4 separate regions of the Mus musculus genome follow, and regions 2, 3 and 4 are each linked to region 1. Evidence: chromatin contacts called from public Hi-C, HiChIP or PLAC-seq and Micro-C data. All regions are on one chromosome and are shown on one strand. Each heading gives the region's core, a stretch centred on a gene start, on an enhancer-like site or on the middle of the called end of the contact. The rest is flanking DNA. Distances are from core to core; before and after follow the strand shown. Region 1 holds the start of Dsn1 (DSN1 homolog, MIS12 kinetochore complex component). Region 2 holds the start of 4930405A21Rik (RIKEN cDNA 4930405A21 gene). Region 3 overlaps Epb41l1 (erythrocyte membrane protein band 4.1 like 1). Region 4 holds the start of Dlgap4 (DLG associated protein 4).

Evidence for each region. Hi-C and Micro-C count contacts between places; a contact is called where the count stands out from the background. HiChIP or PLAC-seq counts read pairs in DNA pulled down with a chosen protein or histone mark.
Region 2: a contact with region 1 is called in a Hi-C map of cerebellum, with 1.8 times the contacts expected there. The contact joins the promoter of 4930405A21Rik here to the promoter of Dsn1 in region 1. A contact is called at or near these places in 3 of 39 promoter capture datasets (Sertoli cells, erythroid cells and neural stem cells), 1 of 15 datasets of contacts at CTCF or cohesin (the NIH/3T3 cell line), 35 of 484 Hi-C or Micro-C datasets (B cells, CD4 T cells, CD8 T cells and 24 more), 14 of 115 datasets of contacts at active chromatin or transcription factors (the SCID.adh cell line, bone marrow-derived macrophages, craniofacial prominence and 7 more) and 5 of 9 other capture datasets (adipose tissue, embryonic stem cells, liver and 2 more).
Region 3: a contact with region 1 is called in an H3K27ac HiChIP or PLAC-seq map of microglia, with 5 times the contacts expected there. The contact joins the enhancer-like site here to the promoter of Dsn1 in region 1. A contact is called at or near these places in 1 of 484 Hi-C or Micro-C datasets (the G1E-ER4 cell line), 2 of 115 datasets of contacts at active chromatin or transcription factors (large pre-B cells and microglia) and 1 of 9 other capture datasets (embryonic stem cells).
Region 4: a Micro-C map of embryonic stem cells shows a contact between it and region 1, with 4 times the contacts expected there. The contact joins the promoter of Dlgap4 here to the promoter of Dsn1 in region 1. A contact is called at or near these places in 4 of 484 Hi-C or Micro-C datasets (cortical neurons and embryonic stem cells) and 1 of 115 datasets of contacts at active chromatin or transcription factors (embryonic stem cells).

What each region holds. Positions count from the first base shown.
Region 1 is chr2:157,005,737-157,008,833 of GRCm38.p6, reverse strand. Dsn1 (DSN1 homolog, MIS12 kinetochore complex component) reads left to right here and starts at 1,759. Exons shown (of 11, transcript NM_025853.3): 1 at 1,759-1,859; 2 at 2,961-2,986. The coding sequence starts at 2,962.
Region 2 is chr2:156,719,457-156,722,591 of GRCm38.p6, reverse strand. It overlaps 4930405A21Rik (RIKEN cDNA 4930405A21 gene), which reads left to right and starts at 1,683. Exons shown (of 4, transcript NR_040505.1): 1 at 1,683-1,886. All of the region lies in intron 7 of Dlgap4 (DLG associated protein 4), which reads right to left.
Region 3 is chr2:156,525,533-156,528,461 of GRCm38.p6, reverse strand. It overlaps Epb41l1 (erythrocyte membrane protein band 4.1 like 1), which reads right to left. Exons shown (of 25, transcript NM_001368800.1): 19 at 1,469-1,573. Among named protein-coding and RNA genes, the nearest start is that of Aar2, 21 kb to the left of the region's middle. Within about 2 kb of position 1,546, at least 2 of the 459 cell types and tissues checked have an H3K27ac peak or open chromatin away from gene starts, as enhancers often do. A contact at or near this core is called in microglia, where this site is marked.
Region 4 is chr2:156,612,426-156,615,260 of GRCm38.p6, reverse strand. Dlgap4 (DLG associated protein 4) reads right to left here and starts at 1,564. Exons shown (of 13, transcript NM_146128.6): 1 at 1,403-1,564. Gm14169 (predicted gene 14169) reads left to right here and starts at 1,839. Exons shown (of 4, transcript NR_040372.1): 1 at 1,839-1,975; 2 at 2,065-2,316; 3 at 2,687-2,794.

The DNA.
Region 1 (3,097 bases), core at 510-3,009:
GACCTGTGCCAGCCATGGAGGATATAATAAATGGGCCTGGAAAATAAGATGTTTAGCATCAATTATGGAAGTTGGGAGCCCCAGGGGAGCACACCCAGGGTTGGAATGTTGAGCAGACAAAGGGGATGGTAGTGGATTGTAGGCAGGAAACAGAGGAGAGGCTCAGAGAGAGAAAGCCTGGGAGAAAGAGGCAAAACCAGGCATGGTGGCAATACTTGGGAGGGAAAGACAGGAGGGTCAGAAGTTACAGTGTCATCTTTGGCTATATACTGAGGCCAGCCTGGGGTACATGAGAACCTGCTTTAAAGTAACCAGAAAGGGGGTGGGGAAATGAAGTTAAGAAATGAAACTTTGATGTGGAACAGGGCAAGAATCTGTATGCATCTTATTAACAGAAGGGAGCCACGGAAGACTTCCGAGCAAGGATGTTTACTGGGACTGGATTCCACGAGGCAGTGATCTCAGTGTGTCCCAACATGGCCAGCTCTGGCCGGGAATATTAAGTTCTGTTTTGGGGACATCAACACATGAGGTGCTCCAGGAAGTGATATTCAGGAATAAGAACACACCTCTTCCAGATAGCTGTTGAAACTATTAGACCAGAATGGCAGAGTAGAAACTTCTGGAATACACATTTCTACCTCTTACCAAAAAACTTCCAAGGGACCACAATTACTTCAAAATGGTCAAAATTATCAAAATTATGGTTCAGCTAGCCATCTTCTGCTTTTTTTTTTTTTTTTTTTTTTTTTTTTGGTTTTTTGAGACAGGGTTTCTCTGTATAGCCCTGGCTATCCTGGAACTCACTCTGTAGACCAGGTTGGCCTCGAACTCAGAAATCCACCTGCCTCTGCCTCCCAAGTGCTGGGATTAAAGGAGTGCACCACCACTGCCAGACCCATCTTTTGCTTCTTTGTTTTTTTTGTTTGTTTTTTGTTTGTTTGTTTGAGACAGGGTCTCACTATGTATCCTTGGCTGGCCCGGGTACTAGGCTGGCCTCAAAGACACAGAGATCCTCCTGCCTCTGTCTTCCCAGTACTGGGATTAAAGGCATGCACCACCACAACTGGACCTTTGGAATCTTTCGTACTACTCTCAGTTCACAAGGTTCAGATCTGAAAGGATTCACTTCATTGATGCATGGGGGGCATTCTGATGCCTCTATACCTTGTCCTGAAGAAGACCCTCCCAGGCACGGGACAGTGGAACAGACATGAGCACTGAACATCTAGCGTCAACATAGAAGGGTGGAAGGAGAAAGGAAAGGCTTTCCAGGCAAAAAGCATGCTCGAACAAAGGAACAGAGGCAAGAATTGGCACGGGGTTGTGGCAGTAGGGTTGGCTGTTAACGCTGGCAGGGGGTGTGCTTGAACTTTGCTAGGTACTTAAGGGCCCATGGGAGGGGCCCATGGAGCAGGAAGATAGGCAGGGTACAGACTGAGCTCAGAGCTCCAGTTCTCCCTGGAGAAAGTCACTGTCCAGACTTTTGGAATCAAAGAGATAGAGGGGAAGCCATGGCCTGGAACAGCACCACACCCATAGGTAGGATGTACGGCGGGAAAAGTCAGCAAACTGGTGTTTTGGAGAGGTCAATCCCCAGGCCTGGACGTAGCTGCAGATGTGCTTGATCTGTAGCTGGGTGAAAACGGTAGGACAAGGTGCGCTTGGGCCAGAACGTTAAATCCCGGAGTACGCAGGCGCTCCGCCGGAGGCACGGGTTGCGCGAGCCAGCGCGGAAGGCGGAGGCTGCGCACGCGCAGTTGTTCGGCGGGAGTTTCGTAAGTAGCGGAGGCAGCGGGGAACCCCGAACCGGACTGACGCGGGAGAGGACCTTCTGCGGCGACGCCGAGTTTGCAGAGGTGACCTTGGGCTTACTGGTTCAGGAACGCGGGGAGGGGAGCTGGGCTAGACCGGCGTCACGCTGGGGTTCGGGACCCGGATGTGGTTCTCCCCTGACCCGCCTCTGCCCGGCCCACCGGCCGCTCCCAGCCGCAGGGCCCCGGGGGCTCAGAGACTTTCTCCTGACAGGACGCCTGAAAGAAGGCCACTCCTCGCTCCCGGGCACTGCTGGCGTCCTTGACTCCAGATAGTGGCCTGGGACAGGTCGGAGGGCTGGGGTGGCAGCCGGGGTTACACTGCTGTGCCCCGGGAACCTGGGTCTCCCGAAAGAGTCCCTTACTCAGAGTTGTGGGACCTGTTGTTGATTGGGATAATGACGTCAGAAGGCTGTCACGTGTACAGCCTCAGAAGCGCTTCAATGTCTGTTATCCAAGCTGGAGTCTGTGTGATCACCCACGAGGATTGTGGTGATTTAGATCTTTAGAGTCTTTGTCCTTTCAGTATGGTCCCTCAGCCTCCATTCGCTTTTACCAAGCGTCCTCCACATTCAGCGGTCTTTTGGGAGGGAGACTTAGATGCAAGGTGGCGGGATGGATACTCGACCTTGCCTCTCTGTCTGTTTTCTGTGACAGGTGCTGGAAATGGGGATGTGGTGCGATCTCCAACCAGTTCTATAGAGGAAAGATGTGTGGCCTCCAAATCTGCCAAAGAGAAGTGACTGCGTATTTAAGCAGAGTTAGGGAGGAGGATGACTCTGTTTTATGGGTAGAAGGACAGATGTGGGCAGAGATTAAAAAGTAGGATTTCCAGCCATGGCAAAATCTGGAGAGAGTAAGAAGTGATGCGGGGTTTGTTTGTTTGTTTTCTCGTTTGGAAAACAAAGATCCTAAGACCTTCCACGGAACTGGGGGCTAGTGCCTCACAAAGTGAGGAGCTAAGATAGGTTCTGTAGACCGAGTTCTTGAAGACAGCAGTCAGTGATAGTAATCTTGCTGCTGAGAATCTCGGAGGAGGCAAGTGAGGGCACCTGAAGCATGAGACCTATTATGGGATAGTGAGGCCCCTGTGAGACTGGAGCTCGAACGGATCTCCTCATTTTCCTGTTTTCCTCCTTCATCCAGGATGACGTCAGTGACCAGATCAGAAGGTGAGTTTTACAGTGAAATTCAATGCCTCTTGCTTTGGGAATCAGGCTCCTGAACTATCCCAGAATCCTCCTTGGCTCCTGGTGCCTTTGGAATCACACGTGTGTGGGTTT
Region 2 (3,135 bases), core at 434-2,933, 290 kb after region 1:
CTGCCCACTCAGGGTAGCTTGAAAAGTTCTGACCACAACCATATAGCCCAGCTGTCTAAGAAGCCACACCCCCTGCAAAATTTCATTACTCAAGTTGGCAAGAACGCAGCCCCCACCCCCAGCTGGGTCTAAATAAACGCCCAAGTGATATCACATCCTGCTGTCGGCTCCAAAATAGCCCAGGCCTGCCCACAAGCGATCACAAAGTGCCAGGCCATGCAGGGCCAAACCAGCAGGGATACCCAGCCCAGGGCGCACTCCACACACTTAAGCAACTCAAGCAGAAGCCTCAGGGCAGGAAGGCCCTTTCCCCCCAACCCCCTCGCCAGACAGCCTGGCCCCACCATCCTTGTTCCCCTGGTCCAGAGGCCCCACAGCCTCATTACCCCAGCGCCAGCCCCTGCCCCAGCGCCAACCCCATGGAGCCTCTGCCGCGGCCAGCCTGCGGGATGACTCCGCCCGGCCCGACCCGGACACCCCACCACTCACATTGCTTCAAGAGCTCCAGACACAAAGCCATGAGGGCCGGATGGGGGTCAGAGACCCAGAGACCCGGCAGAGACAGAAAAGGGAGAGGGAGTGACAAGGAGCAGAGAAAAGGGGCGACAGGGGATCGGGCAGAGAAGCAAAGGAGCAAGAGCCCCGGGCAGAGAAGGCTGAGGCAGGCGTTAGAGACAGCAATGAGACCACCGACACAGACGCGTGAAAGAAGCAGGGAGAGCAAGGGGGGTGGGGGGGACCGGGTCCAGAGAAGTGGGACGCTCGGAGAACAAGGAGAGACAGTGACAGCGACAGCGGACAAATCCAGGAAAGGCAGAGGTTCTTAAGTTAGGGAGCTGGGGAGACACTGGGGGTTCAAGGAGACCACTAAGGGATGTAAAAGGTTCTGATAGCTATGGGAGGCTCCGGAGAAGTGGGAAACCCTCCGGGAAATGCGGACTAGGTGGAGATAACCCCCAGGAAATCAGGGGCACATGCATCAAGAAGGACCCTCAAGATGTGTGGTAAGCTCAGGAAAGGCCTGGGGGAGTGGAGTGTGTTCTGAAGGAGAGGCCCCAAAAGATCTAGGGAGTCCAGAAGAATGGGGGTGCCAGAACCCGTGGCTGTAAGAGAGGAGAGGAGCGCTGGGAGAGGGGACCCGAGATCCTGGAGCGAGGGAGGGGCCGAGAGCGCGAGAGCAGAGACAAAGAGACAGCGAGCTAGGGAGAGACAAAGCGGGCTCAGCGGAGACACGGGCCCGAGGGCCAGTGGCCCGACAGAAGGACGGAAGCGCGGGCGAGCGGGCGGACGGACAGACGGACAGACGGGAAGACGGGGCAGGGCAGGGCCGGGCGGAGGCGGCGCCCGTCTCCTCGCGGGGCCGCGGCTGCTCCGGGTGGCGCTGGGCGGGCCCCGGGCGTCCGGGCTGAGGAGGCGGCGGCGGCGGCGGCGACGACGTGGGTCGGACAGACGGACGGAGTGACGGATGGACTGGCGGCAGCTGCGGCCAGCGGCGGGCACTCACCCTCCTCCCTCACGCGGCCCGGCCCGAGGCTCCGGTTTTGTACGCCCGAGAGGCGGGGCCTCCGGGTTAAAGCCCCGCGCCGGCCCCGCCCCTCGCGTCAGCCGCGCGCGCGTCGCCCGGGATTCCGGGGCCGCCAGGGGGCGCGCGCAAGCGGGACACAGCGCAAGCGCGCACGCGTACCGCGCGGCCCACGCCCTGGCCGGCCGGTCTTGAAAGGGAGTGCGCGCCCGCGCCAACTCGCGCATGCCCGAGTGAGGGGCTCCGCCCTCTCGAACCGCCCCGCCAAACCGGTTCCAGCTGGAACGCAATGCGTGGTCTGTACGGGAGTTGGAGTGGCCGTCCGTCCCTGCGGGCTCACCCTGGTGGCGACGCCTCGCTGTAGGTAGGGAAACTGAGGCTGAGGAGAGAGCCCACCGTGGGCTTTCTGTCCCGCACGCGGGTCCTAGCTACTCAGCCGCGCAGTTTCTAGTTGCCTCTTTGCCTCATCCCTTGCTGTGCTCCCAAGGGTCCTAAGGACGGGTTCAGTATCCCACTTGTGTGACCTTAGGTTAGATGCTTAACCTTTCTGTGCCTCTGTAAAATGTGACAACCGAGTGAGCCCCCTCCCCGCCCACAGACTGACAGTCCATTTACAGAAGGTTCTGCCAAGCACAGATCTTTGCTGCCTGGCAAGCCCGCTGGTTGCCTGCTTTCTGTACTGGGATCTGACAGAGGACTGTGGGAAATGAAGAAGGTAACACTGTTTCCAGTCTACCTTTTGCATTAAGACACAATAATGGCAAAAGCAACAAACTTACTTGATGCCAGCACTGTGCTAAGCACTCTAAAAGCAGGAGTTGGCTACACCATGCTATTCAGTTTCATTTGCTTTAGGTGAAAATACAAAGTAAATTCTTGAATGGCTATGACACCTCATGTGTTGCTGTGTCCTTTCGATTCAGTAACACTTCTTGCATAACCTTGGGCAAGTCCCCCTTTCTCTTTGGGATTCCCCAGTGCTGAGTATCCCCTGGAGAGAAACCAGGCAGAGACAGAATTTTCACCAGCAAGTCTTTGACCCTTTGATCCAGCTCACTCTCTTGAACAGAAGAACTAACTCACTGGCAGCTTCAATTTGGACTTCACCAAGTCTGAGACCTTGGTCCTAGAGGAATGTCAGCACCCTTCTCTGTTGGTCACCCCCCTCCCAGCCCCCCGCCTCAGGTCCTGTAAGGTGTGTATGGGGACGATTTTGTGACTGACTGAGTCCTTGCCCAAGTCAGGCTAGCATAGAGGAGCAGTTGGCTGACCCAGGCCTGAGGTGTAACACTGGCACATAGGCCTCAGACCCTCCTGCATGAGCCTGGGCTTCTAGGAGAGGGTAAAGGGTCCTTTCCAGATAGACTGGCAGCTGGTTTCCCCTTTGGGTCACCATTTTGGTAAATCCCTTGAAAACTTGAAGCCGGGCGTGGTGGTGCACGCCTTTAATCCCAGCACTTGGGAGGCAGAGGTAGGCGGATTTCTGAGTTCGAGGCCAGCCTGGTCTACAGAGTGAGTGCCAGGACAGCCAGGACTATACAGAGAAACCCTGTCTCGAAAAACCAAAAAAAAAAAAAAAAAAAGAAAGAAAGAAAGAAGGAAAGAAAGAAAAG
Region 3 (2,929 bases), core at 297-2,796, 480 kb after region 1:
ATACTTCTAAAAGTCCACCAAGAAATATGAACAAGGAAACTTTACCATAGCACTGAATACTGGGAAAGATAAAATCCATCACAGGGTCCAGTGAGGGGAGACGGAAACACAGTTAGGACATGCTTCCCCAGTGGACATGGGGCTGGGAGGTAAAGTGCTCACTTAACATGCATGCATGAAGCTTGGGTTCTATTCCCAGACCCCATTTAAAAAATGCAAAAATTAGGTATTTGCTGCAACCTGCAATCTCATCATCACATGGGAGGTAGAAGCAGGAGGAAGCCCAAGGTCACCTTCAGCAGCACAATAAGTTTGAGGCCAGTCTGAGATACCTAACAGGGACCCTGTCTCATGAAGACAGAAGTGAAGGAGGAGGGACAGAGACAGAGAGACAGATAGAGACAGAGACAGCAATTGAGTAAATTCTAAGCTTGTTGAGGGCAAAGGATATACTGTAAGAGTCAGTGGTCTTATTTATCTAATAACTTTAAGTATGAACAGATGTGAACATCTGTGTTAGTATCTTCTCCCAGGAGACAACATATAGATAATGTCATCCAGTCTATTGACTTTTATAACTGGACATTTTGATGTTTTGATGACACCAGGTTATGGGATTTAAGGTCGTTTTGATTTCTTTATCCTTTGCATTAAAAACAAAGGTTGCTAAAACAAAGCAAGCCAGGGAGGGCAGAGGCCTGTCTGGGGTAGCCAGCTTACGACTCTCTAACGGCAGGAGCAGCTGCAAAGCCATTACTTGGCATACTGTAACAGTAGGAGAAAAAAATCTGGAAAATACATTTGTGTTATTTTATGTCATATTCAGAATGCCTGTGCTGGGGGTGGAACCCCAGGTAAGGACTCTGCTCTTGGTCACCAGGAGAAGGGACTGAGCTCTGAAGTCCTGTGGCAAGAAGAACCAGGGGCAATCCCTCAGACTTATACATTTTAAAAGTTGAAGAGCCACAGAGGACACACAGGAAGTGTGCACTAAGCTGTGAGCTGTTCCCAGGCAAGCTAGCCTTCTCCAGGGTGCAAGCTAGTTTCACCTCACTAACACATTCTTCAGTCATTTGGGCCTGGTTTGTTCATCTTTCCAATCGAATGTGGAACCTCCATGCATAAAAAATGACCCAGATAAGCTGTTCTGAACAACCAGTGACTGAGAGGTCTCCTTTTCTCTCCCCCAAGCTGCCTTGGAAAGATCCTCTCCACACGTATCAAGCAGCCTGAAAGCCATGCCTCTAAACTGCTAGCCATGAGCACTGAACACCCCCAGGAGGAGGGGGGGGAGGCAACATCACCCCCATTTACAGATGGGAAAGCATGGTTTTTCCCTGTTCCGTGTCTGACCTCAGGGAGGATGAAGGGAAGGAAAAGGTTGACCAAAGGGCTTGGCCACTTCAGTGAGGATCCTATGTTCAAATGGCCGGTCCCTGTGTCAGGTTACAGTAGGGGCACAGGTTACCTGGGTGCTGTCTGCAGCGGAGACTCTGCTTTGCAGCATGGCCTCTGGCTCAATCTTCTTCCTGATTGCCAGACTGCTGACGGTCATGGTTTCTGCTTTCACAGACTACAGGAACATAAAGGGGACACGTGAAAACTCAAGCCTAGACACAACTCCTCTTCACAGACAACAGGGATGCAGGAGGAGAAAGCTCTCTCCCAACCCCACGGAAAAGTATGTAAAGGCATGGTTGGTGTCACTGAGAAAGGACCCAAAGAGAGAGAGCCAAGGCCACTGCCTGCATGAGGAGGGCCTGACCCCATGCTTCAGGGCTGCATGTCTTTTGAGGCTGTATTGGTGTGGTTAAACTCAATGCTCAGCGTTCTCCTTACACACACGTCGCCTACACCTTTTAGTCACTTCGTGCAAACTGCTGCTCAGTGGAAGAACTACACACGGAAGTATCCAGGGGCCAGGCAACAGATGGGAACAGGCGAGGAGGCTAGCTGGCCGAAAGATATGGAAAGCATGGGGGATTCCATTCAGGTGTGGATTTATCGTCGCCTCTGCATGGTGGGCTTTTCTTTGGTATATTTTTTATGATATAAAAAAACACAATGTAATTTTAAAAATTAAAGCCAGAGAAAACACATCAGTTGGCTTTACAAACCGTATCCTAGGTGTCTCAAGCTAAATGATCAGCTTCTATTGACTCGACTCTCAGGCCTAGTTCATGGCTTTACACACTGTAGGTCTGATAAATGGATCTAGCTTTTCATGTGGTTGGAAGGAAGAGGGAGAAAGGAGAGATTCTTCCAGAATCCTGGTATCTAGCTGCTCATTCGTTTATCGTCCCTTGGTACCGAGTGTACCTTAGAACAGCTAAGACCTGGTGGGAGAAGGGCAGAGCAACCAGCCATTGCCCTGACTGTGCTGGAAATGTTAGAGCCAAAGTGGCAGGACAGAGCAGGATGCTGTAGGGCTAGTACTGCCTCCCAGGTAGCCAGAAAAGCACGGAGAGAGGTGCGTGAGCTGTCCTGGATCACGGTGAGGCACGGAAAGGGAGAAGGAGCCTTCCGCCCAGAGGGTACAGCATGGGGTAGGATACCAGCATGAATAAGCTGGTGTTCACTGTCTAGGGGTGGGGGCGAGGATCTGCTAGGGTAAAGGGAAAGGGGGAGTTTCTGAGACTCCTCTGTGCAGCTCTACTAAGGGAGCCACAAAGCAGAGAAGCTCAGACGCTGGCCCTGCATCCTCTCCAGAGGTTGTGTCTTCTCTTTTCCTGGAGTGTCCACTGCCAGCCCTAACATCTCAGGACCTGGTGGATTTAAATAACTGCCCCTTCTCCAGACCCTGGTAAAATGAGCCCTGGCCTGCATCAAGAAAAACCACTCAGCGTTCAGACCAGCTGTAGGAGGCTCAGGAGTCCACGGACACATGCTCTCTCCAGGTGCTATGCAGCACAGTTCAGGGGGATCAAGG
Region 4 (2,835 bases), core at 315-2,814, 390 kb after region 1:
GGCACACCGGGCATTGCCCAGCTTCCGGAGAACCCACACACTCTATCCCACCCCAACCCCAATACAGACACAGGCACACACGCCTGCCCCACGTGCACAGACAGCATCGTCAGAAGCTACTGGGAACATACTCGGAGCTTGTTGAGCAGTCGCTGAAGCCCAGCTGAGGGGGAGGATGGCCCCCCAACCCGAGCCTCGGCTATCAGCCCGGAAGCCAGCTCTGCGGCCCCACCCAGTCCCGCTGTCCTTAACAGTCTGGCTCAGGCCCCTCGGACCACCCTTGGCCCAGGCAGCCCACAGTTTTCTATACCAGAGGAAGGGGAGAGAGGTAGCCACCTGAGGGAAGAATTCCACAGACTCCTCCAACAGGCATTCTGACATGGTCCTGTCTGGTGAAGCCACAGAGGCAGAGGGACCGGACCCTCCCCCACCGCACAGGAGGTGCCAAGAGTAGAGGCGGGGCAGTCCAGCCTCCTTAGGGCTGGGGACTGCAGCCCCCTCCCCCTCTGCATTTTCTACTTCCAAGCAGGTGGAGGTGCTGGGACATTCCCCCCCCCCCCATCAGCACAGTCCTCCAAGCGTAAGGTTCCCCATCCTTTGGGTATCTCCGCCACAACTGGCCTTCACCCACCCACCTACCCACCACCCTTCCCCCATTTCATTTTCCCCCACAACATCAACAGTCGGTGACAGCCCTTTCCGCAACACAGGCAGCATAGAAGAACGCGAGAAAGGAGATGGATGAAGGGCTGGATGGGGAATCCGACAAGGCAAGCTCTGCCCAAGGAGGCCCAGGGACCATCACTTGCCCAGGTAGCACATGTCCCCTCCCAGCAGGCCCTGCACATCTGGACCCAGCTGGCCTCCGCAGCCACCTGGTCTATCCTCCACCCGCTCTGTACGCGAACCCCCGTTCCCGCGGGGCGCCGCACGTGGGGGCCTCCCGTGGCCATGTGAGCGGCCCCCCCACAGCCCAGGTGCCAGGGTCGCTCGGCCCCTCCCGGGCAGACGAGCGCTCCGGGGGCGATGCGGCGCGGGGTCGCCCGCCCCCTCCCCGGATGCCCGGTCCCGGGGAGATCCCGGGAAGGGAGTACGAGCGTGCGGCAGGCTGAAGGCAAGGAAGCCCCGGCCGCCCGGACACGCGGCTGGGAGGGGGCTGCCGCTGCCAGCCGCCTGCGGATGGAGGGCCGGGAACCGCTCCTGCGCCCCGGCCAGGGAAGGGCCGACAGCATCGGAGGGGCCGGCCCGCGTCGGTCCCCAGGCCCGGGCGCCACTGCCCGTCAGAGGATCCGGGAGACCCCGTCGCTGAGCGCATCTGTCCCGGGGTCTGCCCGCGGCTGGGGGCTGCCCCCGATCTAGCCTCGGAGGAGGGTCTTGACGCGTGCCACCCCCGCGCGCTCACCTGCGCCCTGCGCTCGACCGCCTCGGTCCACTCGGCCTCTGCGCTGCGCCCGCTCCGCTCGCTCGCTCGTTCCGCTCGCTCTAAGCTTCGCTCGCCTAGGCCCCGGCCCCGGCCCCGGCCCGCGGGCGCCCCATGCCTCTCCTCCGGCCGGCGCGGCGCCCCAGATGCGGCTGCGGGAGGAGGAGCCGCGCGGCCCCGGCTCCCCGAGAGCGGCGGGGAGGGGGCGGGGGGCGGGGAGACGCGCGCGGGGGAGGGGGCCGCGCGGCTGCGCCCAAAACCAGGCGCGGATCAGGCCGGGGGCCCGGGGCTGCGGGGGACCGCGGGGGCCGCTCGGGGCCCGGCGCGCCACCCCCGCCGCCCGCCCGGGGAAGGGAAGGGGAGGGGAGGGGCACCGCGGCTGCGGACGCTGGGTGTGTAGCGGAAAGAGCGCTTGGGAATCTGCGACCGATCGTCCAGAGAGGGCAGACTACCGGAGCGAGGTTACACAGCGCTGGCCGCGGTGGCGCGCGAACTTGGAAACCTGGGTTATTGAGTGGGTCGGCAGGAAGGTGTTTTGGCTGCGTTCACTGTGGGGTAGGAAAACTGAGGCACGGGAAAGATGCGGCTGGTCTGGGTCTCGCTGCGGGAGTCAGGCTTCTTCTCACCCCTCTTTCTCCCGTTAGGGTTCTTGCCTCTAGGATCGGGTGCCCCCTCCCGGTGACCCGCTTCCTGGAGAACCCTTGTTTTGGGCAGCAGTACCTGGCTGGCTAACGCATCTCTGGAATTCGTGGCCGGGCACCTGTCCTCCCTCTCACGGGGGCTCTGTGATCACGGACCATAGTCCGTGCTTCTCCCTGAGCTCGTTTTTCTACCCGCACAATCGGGACCACATAAGCATCTACCTCCTTAAGAAACCGAAGAGATAAAGAATAGAGGTAAGCTCTTCGTACTGGATCATGGCATTCAATAGGTGTCAAATGGATGTGCCTCCTCCCCTGGCTCCCACACAGCTGTCCCTGGAGAATACTAGGTATGCAACTGAGGCTCCTCCAGGCCTCTTTCTTCTCTTCCACTGCCTGCCCACCCTCCTCACATCTCTACCCCACTATTCTAGTCCTAGCCTCTCCTCTTGCCTGAGCCTGCAATGCCCTCCCACCATCTCTCAGTGACAAACTCCTACTCATCCCTCAAGACCCAGAGCAATTTCATGTACCAGCTTCTCACACTACTGGCCCACCCATGCCTCCCTTCAAAAAAAAAAAAAAAAAAAAAAAAAAAAAACAACCAACCTTCCCTTTCTCCCAGGGTTTGTGCTGTTTGGACTCCCACCAACTACAGCTACTGGCCCAGAGGAGATCTGCCATGACCCATGCTGCAGGAATTGGCTTCCTGGCTAAGATAGGCAGAGGAAAGGTCAGTTTGGAGTCCTAGAGGAGGGTGAAGGGCAGGAGAGG